3 separate regions of the Anas platyrhynchos genome follow, and regions 2 and 3 are each linked to region 1. The links are chromatin contacts, called in public Hi-C maps. All regions are on one chromosome and are shown on one strand. Each heading gives the region's core, a stretch centred on a gene start, on an enhancer-like site or on the middle of the called end of the contact. The rest is flanking DNA. Distances are from core to core; before and after follow the strand shown.

What was found. Hi-C and Micro-C count contacts between places; a contact is called where the count stands out from the background.
Region 2: a contact with region 1 is called in a Hi-C map of skeletal muscle, with 4 times the contacts expected there. The contact joins the promoter of CWC15 here to the promoter of FAM76B in region 1. A contact is called at or near these places in 3 of 8 Hi-C or Micro-C datasets (liver, skeletal muscle and subcutaneous adipose tissue).
Region 3: a Hi-C map of skeletal muscle shows a contact between it and region 1, with 2.7 times the contacts expected there. The contact joins the promoter of SESN3 here to the promoter of FAM76B in region 1. A contact is called at or near these places in 3 of 8 Hi-C or Micro-C datasets (skeletal muscle and subcutaneous adipose tissue).

Annotation. Positions count from the first base shown.
Region 1 is chr1:195,640,049-195,644,421 of IASCAAS_PekinDuck_T2T, reverse strand. It overlaps FAM76B (family with sequence similarity 76 member B), which reads right to left and starts at 2,425. Exons shown (of 10, transcript XM_027467682.3): 1 at 2,250-2,425; 2 at 1,312-1,376; 3 at 1,145-1,199. The coding sequence starts at 2,357. It overlaps CEP57 (centrosomal protein 57), which reads left to right and starts at 2,564. Exons shown (of 11, transcript XM_027467722.3): 1 at 2,564-2,722. The coding sequence starts at 2,627.
Region 2 is chr1:195,850,386-195,854,758 of IASCAAS_PekinDuck_T2T, reverse strand. CWC15 (CWC15 spliceosome associated protein homolog) reads right to left here and starts at 2,345. Exons shown (of 8, transcript XM_027467631.3): 1 at 2,260-2,345; 2 at 1,517-1,576; 3 at 389-527. The coding sequence starts at 519.
Region 3 is chr1:195,778,868-195,783,240 of IASCAAS_PekinDuck_T2T, reverse strand. It overlaps SESN3 (sestrin 3), which reads right to left and starts at 2,387. Exons shown (of 9, transcript XM_072032770.1): 1 at 2,059-2,387. The coding sequence starts at 2,169.

The sequences.
Region 1 (4,373 bases), core at 1,176-3,675:
TGTAAGAAACTTAAATAAAAGGAAGCAACAAAAAACGCCCTTCAGGCACCACTGGGACAGATAATCAAGTTTCTGATTAGACAGTAAGCCAGAGTAATACAGTGGTAGAAAATAAAACTCCTGACAGTTTTCATAGGTCAGAAATAGCTGATTATCTTCCCTGCAGTTCCCTTTTCTTGATGAACTACCGATAAAACATTGCTGGATCTGCCCTGTTCTTAATTGCACTACATTTTAAGCTTTTCAAAGAATGTTCTTTGTTCAGTTTACATCATTTACATTCACCAAATGCCTGACTACATACCAACAGCTGTTACGTTTCTCCACTAAGCTGAATTTCATCTAGCGTGCTTGATGTCAAGTATGAAGAAGTTACGGGCTTTTGTCTCCCAAACGAGATTATCCTGATACCTTCCCTGAACAAGTGTCTGCAGGGCACTCAGCTACAACGTTCATATATTAAAAAGTTTAATTTCTCTAACGGAACCCAGGCTGAAAATTCAAGATGGGCAAAATGCAAAGTAACAGGAATAAAGTAAATCTTTTCTACTCAGCAGCTTAAGATGATTAACGCGCATCTAAAAATTGAAGACTTACATAATATGAGCGATGTGGTATGATTAGATTTTCCCATTTACCACTCATTAAGAACACAGGCAGCTAATAGTCTTCCTGCTGTCAAGCGTGCATTCATGAGCATATGCAAAGGACTACTTTACATGCGTAAAGTGAATTAACATTGTTTTTGCTGTGAATAACTCCATTGCAGTTATTCATAACTGTTAAACCACACATAACCACAACGCCTTTAAGTCTGAAAAAACAGAAACTGTGAGCCGTAAAGGAAACAAAGAGCTGCCTGTAGTTTTCATCACCTTTCCAGAAGCTTTTGTTATTTGGTTCTGAAAGCTGTTTAATTATAGGAGGCAAATGGACCTAAGGTGTACTTTTAGAGATGGATGGATCTAACAGGAACTTTTAGAATTGAAAGATGGAAGGGCCTAAGGTGAACTTTTAGAAATGTGAGAGGGATGGACCTAACCTGAACTTTTAGAGCTGAGAGAGGGATGGATCTCACCTGAACTTTTAGAGCTACGAGGCGGCTGGACCTAACGTGACCGTTCAGAACCGAGAGCCTACTCACCGTTCCGAACTGCTTGACGTTCTGGGCACACTTCTTGCATATGGTGTTGGTTTTGCTAGAAATAAAAACATACAGATATTGAACCAGCCCCTGGTTACTCACTCACGCTCTGTCCGTGGGTGCTGATAGCAAGGACCAGGCACCCCAATGCCCCCCAGCCCCAGTACCTCTCCTGCTGGAACTCGGAGCGGCAGTAGGTGCACTTCACGACGGGGTGTGCGATGCGGCACTCCTAGGGGTGGAGAGAAAACACCGGGGTCAGCTCCTTCTGCTGGGACACACACCTGACCTCCCTTGATTCCTGGCCTCCCCTGGGTCTCAACCTCAGCCAGGTGCTGTTGTCCCCAGGATCCTGGCCTCCCCCTGCTCAACCTCTTTGGAGTCCTGGCCTCTCCCTGGTCCTGATCTGCCCTGGATCCTGGTCTCCTCCTGCTTGACCTCCCTTGAGTCCCAGCCTCCCCCTAACCTCAACCTCACCTGGGTGCTGTCCTTCCCTGGCTCCTGGCCTCCTCTGGGTCCCAACCTCCCCCTGGTCAGATTCCCTTGGGTCTGAACCTCCCCTGGGTGCTGTCCTCCCCTGAGTCCCAACATCTCCCTGGTCAGACTCCCTTGGGTCTCAACCTTCTCTGGGTGCCGGTCTGCCCTGGATCCTGGCTTCCCCTGGGTCCCAACCTCTCCCTGGCTGGACTCCCCCAGGTCTCAGCCTCACCCGGGTGCTGTCCTCCCCTGGATCCTGGCCTCCCCTGGGTACCAACCTCCTCCTGCCCAGCCTCCCCTGGGTCTCAACCTCACCCAGGTCCTGCCCTCCCCCTGCTCAACCTCTCAGAGTCCCGGCCTCCCCCTAACCTCAACCCCCCCTAAATCCTGGCTTCCCCCTGCCCACCCTCCCCTGGATCCCAACCTCTCCCTGGTCCTGATCTGCCCTGGATCCCGGTCTCCCTCAAGCCTCAGCCTCCCCCAGCTCCCAGCTCCCCCCTGACCCCCCTCCCTTGGGCCTCCCCCTCCCCTAGGCCTCCCCCCCCAGCCCCAACCCCTCCCCGCCTGCCCTCCCCCTGCCCGGCCTCCCCCCCACACACACACACCCAGTGGCCCCGGGCCTTCTCACCTTACACAGCTGCTGCCCCTGGGACAGCTCCTCGAAGGGGTAGCGCTGCGTGCACTTGGTGCAGGCGTACAGAGCCGGCCCGGCCGCCTGCGCCGCCGCCGCCGCCATCCGCGCCTCACCCGGCGGGGACGCGGGGCCCGCACCCGGACCGGGGTGGGGGGGGGCGGGAAGCCCGGGGGGCGGTGCCCCGCGGGGCTCGGCCTGCCATTGGCCGGGAGCCTCCGCCCTCGGTTCTCATTGGGCGGCGGGCACGCCGCTCAAGCGCGGCTCTGTGGCGTCCCTCAAGGCCGGCGGGGGGCGGGGCTTGCGGCGCCGTCCTGCCTGCCCATTGGTCGGTTCGGCCGTCGCTCAGCCCGCGCCCGGCTCACGGCCGCCGCATGGCCGCGGCGCCCTTAAAGGGACGGGCCCCGGGGGGAGGGGGGCCGCCCGCGCACAAAATGGCGGCGGCGGCGGGCGGGCGGCGGCAGCGCACGGTGAGGGCCGGGGGCGGGGAGGGGGCTGCGGGGGGCTGGGAGCCTGAAGGAGCCGCGGGGCTGCCCAAAAAGAGCTCTGGGGGGCGGCTGGGGGCTGTAACTAGTGATAAGTTCTCTCATCTTCACCCGTTTGTGGCTTTTTTTCCTGGATTTTCAGCGTTTTCCTGAGGTGAGCGCACCGTGGTGCGCCCCGCGGCAGGAGCAGCGTTAAATGGATCTTAACCTGGACTCTATTTCCGGAATTCTGTCGCGTTTTTCTTTCAGTCAGGAATATTTAGCAGTGATTCCTGAAGCAGCACGCGGAGCTGGCTTGGTTAAACGTGTAGCAAATGCATCTGGTGGCAGCTCCCACCTGTACAGCGGTGCTGTGGGGTTTATTTCAGGGGTTGCACTGACGGGATGCCACCGAAAGTTGTGCCCCTGGCCTCCATCCAGGTGATATTTGTAAGAAATGCAGCTAGCCAACACGCCTGTGTTTGCTTTACTCTGTAGTTTCTGCAGAAGCGTGTAGGCTTTCTCCTGGGGTCAGCCTGGTGCGGGCTAGGTAAGTGTCGCTTTTGCCAGTTTAAAAAGGAAAAAAAGGCCAAAAAAGGCAGCAGGTTTGGTTTTCTGTTTACTCTTTGTTTGTTTGTTTTACCTAGTTATTCTTAATTCTCCACAGACAACGTTTTCCATGTGAAAAATAGAGACCTATGAAAATTCAGGTCTGAGGCAGCCCTACGTTGATCCCAGACTGATCCCCATCTCTCAGCCCTGGGGACCATCAGATGCTTTTGTTTCTCACCCATAGCAGACCAATTTTGTTTCACACCAATAGCAGAGTGGTGTTAGAATCAATAGTTTCTGCCACTCGGTCTCACGTTGCTGCTGGTGATGCTCTGCTGCCTATTGCATGAGATGCTGTGCTTTGCTTCGTTCACTTTAACTTTGCTCTTTAATCTTATTCCTTATTCCACTCGCAGCGGTCCAGCACCTCGTAAGGCTGGTGTATCTGCAGGGCTGAGGTCCCTGCTAACAGCCTTTCCTTCCGTTCTGACATTACTCATTCTGTAAAGTTTGCTCTGTGTGGCTATGGAGCGTAAAACAGTGCCCGTATACACACAGACCTACTCAAAATATTTTTGTTAATATATTCTTAATAAGGCATTTGTTTTAATCAGCTTTTTGTAGTGGCCAAAGTACAAATGCAGCTATTCCAAGAAAAGCACTTGTGCTGTGTGGGAGATAACAAACGCAACGTATTGCTTTGCAGATAAAACAGAAACACTGCCTGAAAGGTTCAGGGTGCTTACGGTCTTCGTCTTCTTGTCTTTCTATGAGGAAAATTAAGTGTGTGTAGGCTTCAAGTGACTTACTAATTTTCTTATTTTTTTTCCCTTTGTATTTCTTACGAGGTGTTTTGGGTGTATTGTCTAAATTGCCATGAGGTATTTGCACAAATACTTTTTGTATTTTAATTTAGGTCACAATATGCCCACAATAACTGGTATTTGCAAAAGCTTAGGAAAGCCTGCCAAGGTGAGCGATTACTCGGTTGCCTTATTAGTGAAGTAAATCTTCTGTGAAGAGCTGTAGGAACCAGAGCATCACATCTGCTTGCAGCCCATTTCTGCCTCAGGCTGCAGGAAGACTCCTAGCACATTCAAACTAG
Region 2 (4,373 bases), core at 1,096-3,595, 210 kb before region 1:
AGTGGTTCTCAGTCAAGACATAAAACACTTTCCTCCTTCTGAGACTTGCTCAGTCTGATCCTGCAAGTGACAGACCCTGAATGGCTCAGCTGTCTCCTTCCACTCCCAAAGCTTTTCTTTTCACTCCACTGCCTGAAACACTTGGTCTCCAAAGCTCATCTTCTGATGGCTCACTTCCATAACTGTACGTACCACTAAAATTAAACTTCTCAAACCTGCAAAACGTTCGGTCTCCTAAATCTGCTTTGGAGATGTGCAATTTCAGCCCACTCACTCAGCACTGCTGCACAGTATCTGGTCATAACAAAAAACAAACAAACAAACAAAAAACCCACCAAACATTCCTATCCTGTTTTCCCACAAGCCAGACCAAACACGCAGCACTTACCTGTATTTGATTTTAGTATGAGAGGGAAGGTCTCTGCTGGAATACTGCTTGGATAGCTGGCTTAAGTCTCCTTCGCCTTTTCCTCTTCCTCCTCTCGCAGGCTCAAACGTGGGCCTTGCTGCTGTCGTCATTTTGGTGGCTACAAAATCAAGGGCAAAAAGCAGCCATTACTAGAGCTTACAGGGAAAGGCACTCACCAGAAGCTGCTACATCGTTCCTGGAACTGTAGCAACGAATCTCTAACCGTCTCTTGGCACCTGACCCTTAAAATTTAAGGAGTTTCTTATAGACAGAATTTATTCAGATTTTCGAAAGAAAGTCTCTTCCAACATGACTGAAAGCTGACATACAGATGTAAATGAGAATGCAAAGTCATGTTTATACAGTAAATACAATGCCAGGAGCCAGTCTCCTCTCCTTAAGTCCTGGTGGTAAGGAAGTAACTGAACTCCTTCCCCTGGAAAAAGGACAGCCAAAAACTCCCTGCCTATTCAGAATGATTTCTCCTTCATTCCCCAAAGCGTATCTCGGGATTGCCACCACGAATGCTGGCTGACACAGCTCACAGCACGCCCAGGATGGTGCTGGTAATTCAGCAGTGATGATGGTCACACATCCTGTAGGCTCTAGCCCTTGCCCTGGCCCTGTCAGTTCTCCCGTGCAGGCACAGCACTGACACTGGTAACGTGGCAGAGTCCTGTGGGACTGCCCTGCACAGAGCTCCAGCTGGCCAGAGGAACTTTCTCAAGCACTAGGACTAATGTTTTCTCTGCAAGCACAAGGCTGATGGCTTCAACCATACATAAACCACGTACAAATAACAAAATAACCTGCTCAGGCAAAGGCATAAGTTTTCAGCAGCTCTTGTTTTAGAACCTGCAGGACCTCACCTACCACCAGCACGCCCTAAGAATGGAATAACGGGAGCCAAGAGCTGCAGCTGTGACAAAGGAGCAAAATAGGCTCTGAGCAGCCTTGGCCACACGAACTCGCTGTCAGCATGCAGCGCACTCAGGACACCACGGCCAGTACACAACCACTGCCTGGCTGCTCGATCAGTGCCACCTGAACTCTGTTACACAAAGCAGCACTTAATCCTGCTCCAGCAGGGCACGCAGTCCCACTCACCTCTGCCTACAGATACATCCGCAGGGATGCAGGAAGAGCCACAGGGTCAGGTGTTCAAGGCTGTCGAGAGAACAAATTTAAATCAGAGAAAACCAAGCAGATGATATTGTTCCACGTGCTGTTGTGATATTGCAAATAAAAGTTATTTGTGCTCCACTTGCACGAAGCACATGAGTTTGTTAAAAGTAAACAACGTATTTGTTGCTCACAGTGACGTCCCACCGCGCAGAACACACTGATACTAAAGCACTACGCAGAAAGCACAATTCACAGCATAAATAAAAATAAAAAAGGAGCCAGCAGCTGGCCAGGCTCCCTGCGAGCTGCTGACACCTTCCCAAACGCCATGCGAGCCGGCTGGGGCTCAGCACGGCCTCCACAAGACCTACAAAACCCCAACCCGGAGCCCCAACACCCCCTAAATCACCCCTTCTCCTTCCCGAGCCCTGCCCGCATTCACCTTGGCCTTAAAATCCCCAAACCCCACACCCGACCCCCAGGTTTTGGGACCGCAGCCCCGGAGCAGCCACCTCAGGGCCCACACAGCAAGGCAGCGCCGCCGCGCCGCCCATCAGCTCCCCGCCACCCCAAGCGACAACGAGGGGGCTTACCCCGATGTTAGGATGCCCCAGAGCCGTCCCAGAGCCCTCCTGGCCCCTCACAGCCCCTCACAGCCCCTCAGATTCCCCCTCACAGCCCGGCTCTAGGCCACCGCCGCCATCCCCCCGCCCTCCAGGCCCTACCATAGAGACGGCCCCGCCCGCCATCATGGCTGCCCAAAATGGCGCCGCGGCCTGCCCAGCCATGGCGCCCCCTGTCCTCGGCACTGGCCCTTTGCAGGCTGTTCCTCCTCTAGCACCCGGGTTCACAAATAAACAAAAAAAAGTGTAGAAACGAGTACGGGGGTGATAAAAACGCCCAGTTCTTCCCTTTGCGTAGCCGTGTGCATTGGCAGTGTTAGCCTCAGCCTGCAAGTCAGTAGCCCCCCCTTACAAATCCCCTCAAGCTGGTGTGTTTTCACTGCTGTCCCCTAAAAATCCCCTCAAATTGCTGTGTTTTCATTGCTGTTCTTCCCAAATTACCCTTAAACTAGTGTGTTTTCACTGCTGTACCCCCAAAATATCTTAAAACTGCTGTGTTTTCACTGCTTTCCCCCTCTCCTCCCCCCCCAGTCCACTCAAACTGGAGTGTTTTCATTGCTGTCCCCCCCAAATCCCCTCAAATTGGTATGTTTTCCCTGCTGTCCCCCCCCCCCCCCAAAAAAAAAAAAAAAAGCCAAAGTGTGAACGAATATTACTCAGTTATTAAACAGATTTTCTCTCTTGTGCTTGCCCTTGTTTTTAAATTGCATTTGGTTGCTAAGCCTTTGTGAATTGCATTAGGATATGTGAAGTAAAAGGTTCTCTGATGTATCTTGAGACCTTATTAATGTGTTAATGTGTTTAAATATCTGAGGGCAGTGTGTCAAGAGGATGGGGCTGGTCTCTTTCCAGCTGTGCCCAGTGACAGGATGAGAAGCAACGGGCACAAACTGAAACCCAGGAGGCTCCAACTCAATACAAGGGGGCACGTCTGTACCTTGAGGGTGACAGGGCACTGGGACAGGCTGCCCAGAGAGGCTGTGGGGTCTCCTTCTCTGGAGATATCCCAAACCCGCCTGGATGCCGTCCTGCACAACGTGCTCTAGGTGATCCTGCTCGGCAGGGGTTGGACTGGGTGATCTCCAGAGGTCCCTTCCAACCCCAGCCGTTCAGTGACTCTGTGATCTGCAAACTAACACGGAAACTCCTAAACTACTCTTCACCCAGCATGCAATTTAGAAGAGAGCCCGCAAGAGGTCCCCAAAGACATTGCGATGCAGAGAGCTACAGCAACTGATGTAAATGACACCCTGTGGGCAGCCAGCCATCAACGAAAGCACTTGGAAGAAGTGGGCCCTTGTTGTACAAGAAACCACGTCCTGTTCTTGGCTTGTGCGAGAAGAATTTATAAACCAGCTCCGAGTCACACTGAACCTCGAGGAAGTCTGTGTCGTTTCCATTTGGGTTGGAAGACACGTCTAGGAACAGCAGGAAACACTCCCAGTTGCGTACCCTGCCTCTGGGAATTTTGCTTTGATGCGTTTCTTCACTCTTTGTCTAAAGAGGTGCGAGGGATGTTTATTTACATTGTCTTCTATTATTTTTCGGGTTGATTATTTCTTCAGAGTTTGTCACCCGCAGTGTTGCTCCAGTCCACTTTCCCTTTGCATTTCCAGCACTTAGAAAATGACAGACTGGCAGCTATCCTTTTGGCTGGCAGCAAAGAAAATTTTCTTCTCCTTCTTGACAATGGTAGAAGTTATATATTGGTTATTTTAGGCAACTTGGCAAAAGTTTCAAACTTCAATCAGAACATGTAGGTAGTAACAATAATTACTGTGTCACTTTGTATGTCAATACTCAAGCATCCACAACTGCATTTCTTATCTGCATGCCTCAATCCACATGCCTGGTTTGCTATTGATTTCACTACAGGCAGCTTAGACTCAAGACCAAACCTCTGAGAGGGGTCTGGCTTCCCAGCTGGGCAGTCAGGAATTCAGTGTTTGTCAGTCAGCAGACTACAGATCATAGCAAGCTGAAATCAGCATGTCATCCTATGATGGCAAATGTTATTCGTAAATTTATAAATAGCTATCTCTGGACTTCAAATCAGAAGGAGCTGCTGAGCTAAGTTGACTATGCTGGTGCAGCAGAACGTTATATTCTCCTCTGTTACCTGTCCTGAGGGCAGAGGCTACTGTTTGGTTGTAATGATCTGTCAGAAGGTATCAAGTCCTGTTTTAAAGACTTCAGGCACTGAGGAGACTTCTGCT
Region 3 (4,373 bases), core at 1,138-3,637, 140 kb before region 1:
CTATTAGCAGGCAAGCAAAACCTAACCCTGCCCCCCCACCCCGATATTAAAGCGGTACAACAGGACCTACCCAGCACGAGGAGACAACAGCTTCAAAAAAAAAAAAAACAAAAAAAAAACAACTCAATAATTTAAATTTAATTTTAGATATGGAGGCGCTGCCAAGCACCACTTTATTTGTCAACAAAACGTCCTGATTACTTGGCAGAACAAAGCCCGCTCCCTCCCTGCTCTCTCCACAGACATGTTTGGCACCGGGTAATTTGCGCGGCCGTCAAGTCTGAAGCTGTTTGGGGCTTTAACCCCGGAGAACTTCTCTCTTTTTTGAGGCACCCGTTCCCCTGAAGGCAGCGAGGACGAGGACGGGGTGCTGGAAGGAAATGGTTAAGAGGCCGGCGCTGCTGCTGCTGCTCTGATCCTCGCAGGCTGAGCTCAGCGCCCAGCACCAAGTATCAGCTGTAACATGATCCAAGAGTTTATGGAAAAAATAACTGCGCATACCAAGCATGCACATTTAATAAGATTTTGTTTCCATTAAAATATCCGAGAAACACGATTTTTTTTTTTTTTTTTCAGATCTCCTTCTTCTCCCTCCGCCCGAGATGGAAGGTTTCTCCTCCCCCCTGCCTCTAGACACACACCTCCTTTCCAAAAACCAAGCCCTTAAAAAAAAAAAAAAAAGCAGTCCTACTGCAGGGAAGAGAGGCTTGAAAAACAACTTTGATTGGCACTTGGCCTGACCCACAGAGGAAGAAAAACAGTTTTTGGACAAAGAGCGCAAATATTTGAGCTCGGTGACTTCGAGGCTCCCTCAGCGGTGAGCAGAAGGATCCCGGAGCAGGAGGGGATCGGCAGGGGCTGGATTAAAGGACGGCCTCGTCGCCTGCATCCCGGGCTGCGGGACTGGCGTTTGCACAGCTCAGCAATTTTAATTCATTTGCGCTGGACAAACAAAAAAGCACCGCAGCGAGCTGCCGGCCCCGCAGATGGGCAGCGGAGGTGGTGATGCGGCGGGTCCCCTCTGTGGGCTCTTCATAGCCACACGGGCAGGCTTTTTTTCCCCTATTTTATTTTATTTTTTATTATTTTTATTTATTTTTTTATTCAGCTGGGATTTCAGGATCTGCTGCTCAGGGCTCTGCTGAGGAGCAACTTTCCCAGCGGGGCTGGGTGCGGGGTGACCCCAACCAGCTCCCCCCAGCCCCTACAGCCACCGGGACCCCATAGGATGGGGTGTGGGGTAAAGAGTGGGGCAGGGCCCACCTGCGGCTACACCCCGGGGGCCCTGACAGCCCTACAGGCAGCTGGGGGCCCCCTCATTCACGGGGAGCCCCTAGACCTTGCCTGGGGGGGTTCCCCAGGCCTTCACCTAGGGGGTGCCCCCCAAATGCCTAGTGGGGTGCCCCCCCCAACGCCTGGTGGGGTCTGACTCTAGAAACTGGTGGGGTTCTGCCCCAAAGCTTAGCGGGGTCCTCCTCAAAGCCTAGTGGGGTCATTCCATAAAGAACAGCGGGGTCCCCCCCTAAGGAATAATGGGGTCATTCCATACAGATCAGTGGGGTCACCCCCTTAAAGCCTATTGGGGTCCTCCCCTGAACTCTACCAGGGCCCCCCCCATGCCTTGTGGAGTCTCCCCTTAAACCCTAATGGGGTCTTTCCCCCCAAATCCTATTGGGGTCCCCCCACAAAGACTATCGGGGTCTGCCCCCCAGGACCTAGCGGGGTCCTCCCCAACACCTAAGGGGGTCTCCCCCTACATCCTAGTGGGGCACAACCCCAGATCCTAATGGGGCAGAACCCCAAAATCCTAATGGGGCAGAAGCCCAGATCCTAGAGGGATCTCCCCCAAACCCTAACGGGCTCCCCCCCATACCTTAGTGGGGTCCACCCCCCAAGATCAGCGGGGTCCCACCCCAAATCCTAGTGGGGTCTCCCCCCCAAACCCTAACAGATTACCCCCAAACCCTTGTGGAGTGCCCAAATCCTTATGGGGGCTCCCCCAAACCCTAACGAGCTCCCCCAACCCCCCCTCACCCCCCACGCCCCCCATCCCCCTACCTGTCTGGGCACCTTGCGGCAGTTCCCGCACACCCGGTACTGCCCGGGGGCGGCGGCGGCTCCCCCCCCCGCTCCGCCGCCCGCCATGGCCGCGGCGCTGCCCCGCTTCATGCTGCCGGGGGGCGGCGGGGCGGGGGCGGACGCGCGGCGCTCAGCAGCGGGAGCAGCGCGAGCAGCGCGCGCAGGGCGAGCAGCAGCAGCAGCGCGCGCAGCAGCAGCAGCAGCAGCAGCAGGAGGAGCAGGAGGAGCGGGAGCAGCAGCAGCAGCAGCAGCGGGAGCCGCAGCCGCCGGCCGCCCCCATCGCCCGGCCGCGGCCCCCCAGCGCCCCGCCGCCGGGGCCGCTGCCCCCCGCGCACACCCCCCGCGCTCTCCGCCAATCGGCGCCGGCCGCTCCGCCCTCCTCCCGGCCGGCCGGCCAATGGGAAGAGGCGGCCGGGAGGCGACCAATGGGAGGAGGATTCGGCCCGTTGCCATCTCCGGGCAGCCTGAAGGGGAGAGGGGAGGGGCGAGGCCGCGTCTCCGGGCAGCGTTGGGGAAAAGGGGAGGGGCCCCGGGTGGGGGCGGGAACGGGGAGAGCCAATCAGGGAGGGGAGGGAGGGAGGGATGCAAATGAGGAGCGGGAGGCTCCGCCCCCAACCCGGGGCTGTGAGGGGGCGGCTGGGGGGGGGGGGAGGGTGAAGGGGGGGGAGGGGGGGAGGGTGAAGGGGGGGGACCTTGTCCGTGTGTCCCTGTCCCTGTCCCTGTGTCCGTCTGTGGGGTCAGACGGCTTTACCCGGCTCCACACTGCTGCACGGAGCTGTAGGGTGTCAGTAGGGGACAGGAGAAGCCGTCGTCTGTTGGGGTGGCTGGGGTGCAGACCCTTTTTGAGGCACAAACCCCCTTTTGGGGCACAAACCCCCTTTTGGGGCACAAATCCCTTCATGGAGCACAACCCCCTTTTGGGGCACAAACCCATTTGGGGGCACAAATCCCCTTTTGGGACACAAATTCCTTTTGAGGCACAAACCCACTTTGAGACACAAACCCCCTTTTAGGGCACAACCCCCCTTTTGGGGCACAAACCCCTTTTTGAGGTGCCAAACCCCTGTTGGCACAAATCCCTTTACACAGACTCCCCTTTTATGGCACAGACCCCTTTTGAGGCACAAACCCCCTTTTGGAGCACAAATCCCTTCATGGGCACAACCCCCTTTTGTGGCACAGACCCCCTTTCTGGGGTGCCAACCCCTTTTTGAGGCACCAACCCCCTTTTGGGACACAAACCCCTTTTAGGGCACAAATCCCTTTTGTGGCACAGACCCCTTTTGAGGCACAACCCCCCTTTTAGGGCACAACCCCCTTTTGGGTTGCCAACCTCTCCCATACATCGTGGCATTGCTGCAGTTCCCCTTCTTGTGGGCCCTTTGGGTTTGCAGGACGCGCACCGGGGTGTTCGCACCGGCAGTCCCGCTCAATGAAAGGCGATGCATTAAATACAGGGCACTGCGCAGAAAGATTATGGGAAGGGGGATTTCACTGTGTTATGGGAACCCAACACTACAGCCCGACAAAATTTCTGAGAGGATTTATGACATTGCGCGCGTTGTTTTCAAGGTTTCTCCTGGCAAAATAGCTGCTGGGGAGCTGCGAGCTGCGGTGTCTGCTTTCATCCACGGGAATACCTCCTGGTTGTACAGAACTGGAGGGCTAAAGAGGGCGCGATGAAATTAGCGATTCACATCCCCTCGGCTCAAGGAGATTGATTGAGCCCAGCTCGGGCTGTCTTCGAGAGCTCCCGAAAAGTTTCTCAGAGCAAACTCCTCCACCAGAAGCAAAGCCAACCCCACAGCAGCATCCTCTGCCCCTGCCACCAGCTTCTGAAGGAATCTGCACCCGGGTTGTGTTTCTGCTGTCTAGTCTGAATGCAGGGCTAAAATGGAACACCCATGACCCTAACTTTTGCAAAGTTTAGGAAACAAGCAGTGATACAACACAAGGGAGGAACACGCTTCCAGAGGAAGCAGGGATTTCTCCACCTTCTGAAGGAATTGGTGCATTTTGGGGGTTTTTGAATGAGTACCTACACTGTGTTGTGACACCAGCTGCGGCTGCGGTTGCCGTATTTCTGCCTGGACCTTCCTATGGAGAAAGCGGAGAGCTGTATGGTGCATCTCCACTGCCTTCCAGCAAGCTTCACACCCAGCTGCCGTCAGCTGAAAACCAAGCTGGTAAATCAGAAGATGCTGTGGGGATCAGCTGTGCCCTGGAAACGTCTGCCTGGCCACAGTGCACGTGCAGATGCTCCAGGAGTGCTCAGTAAATCCACACAGTTCTCC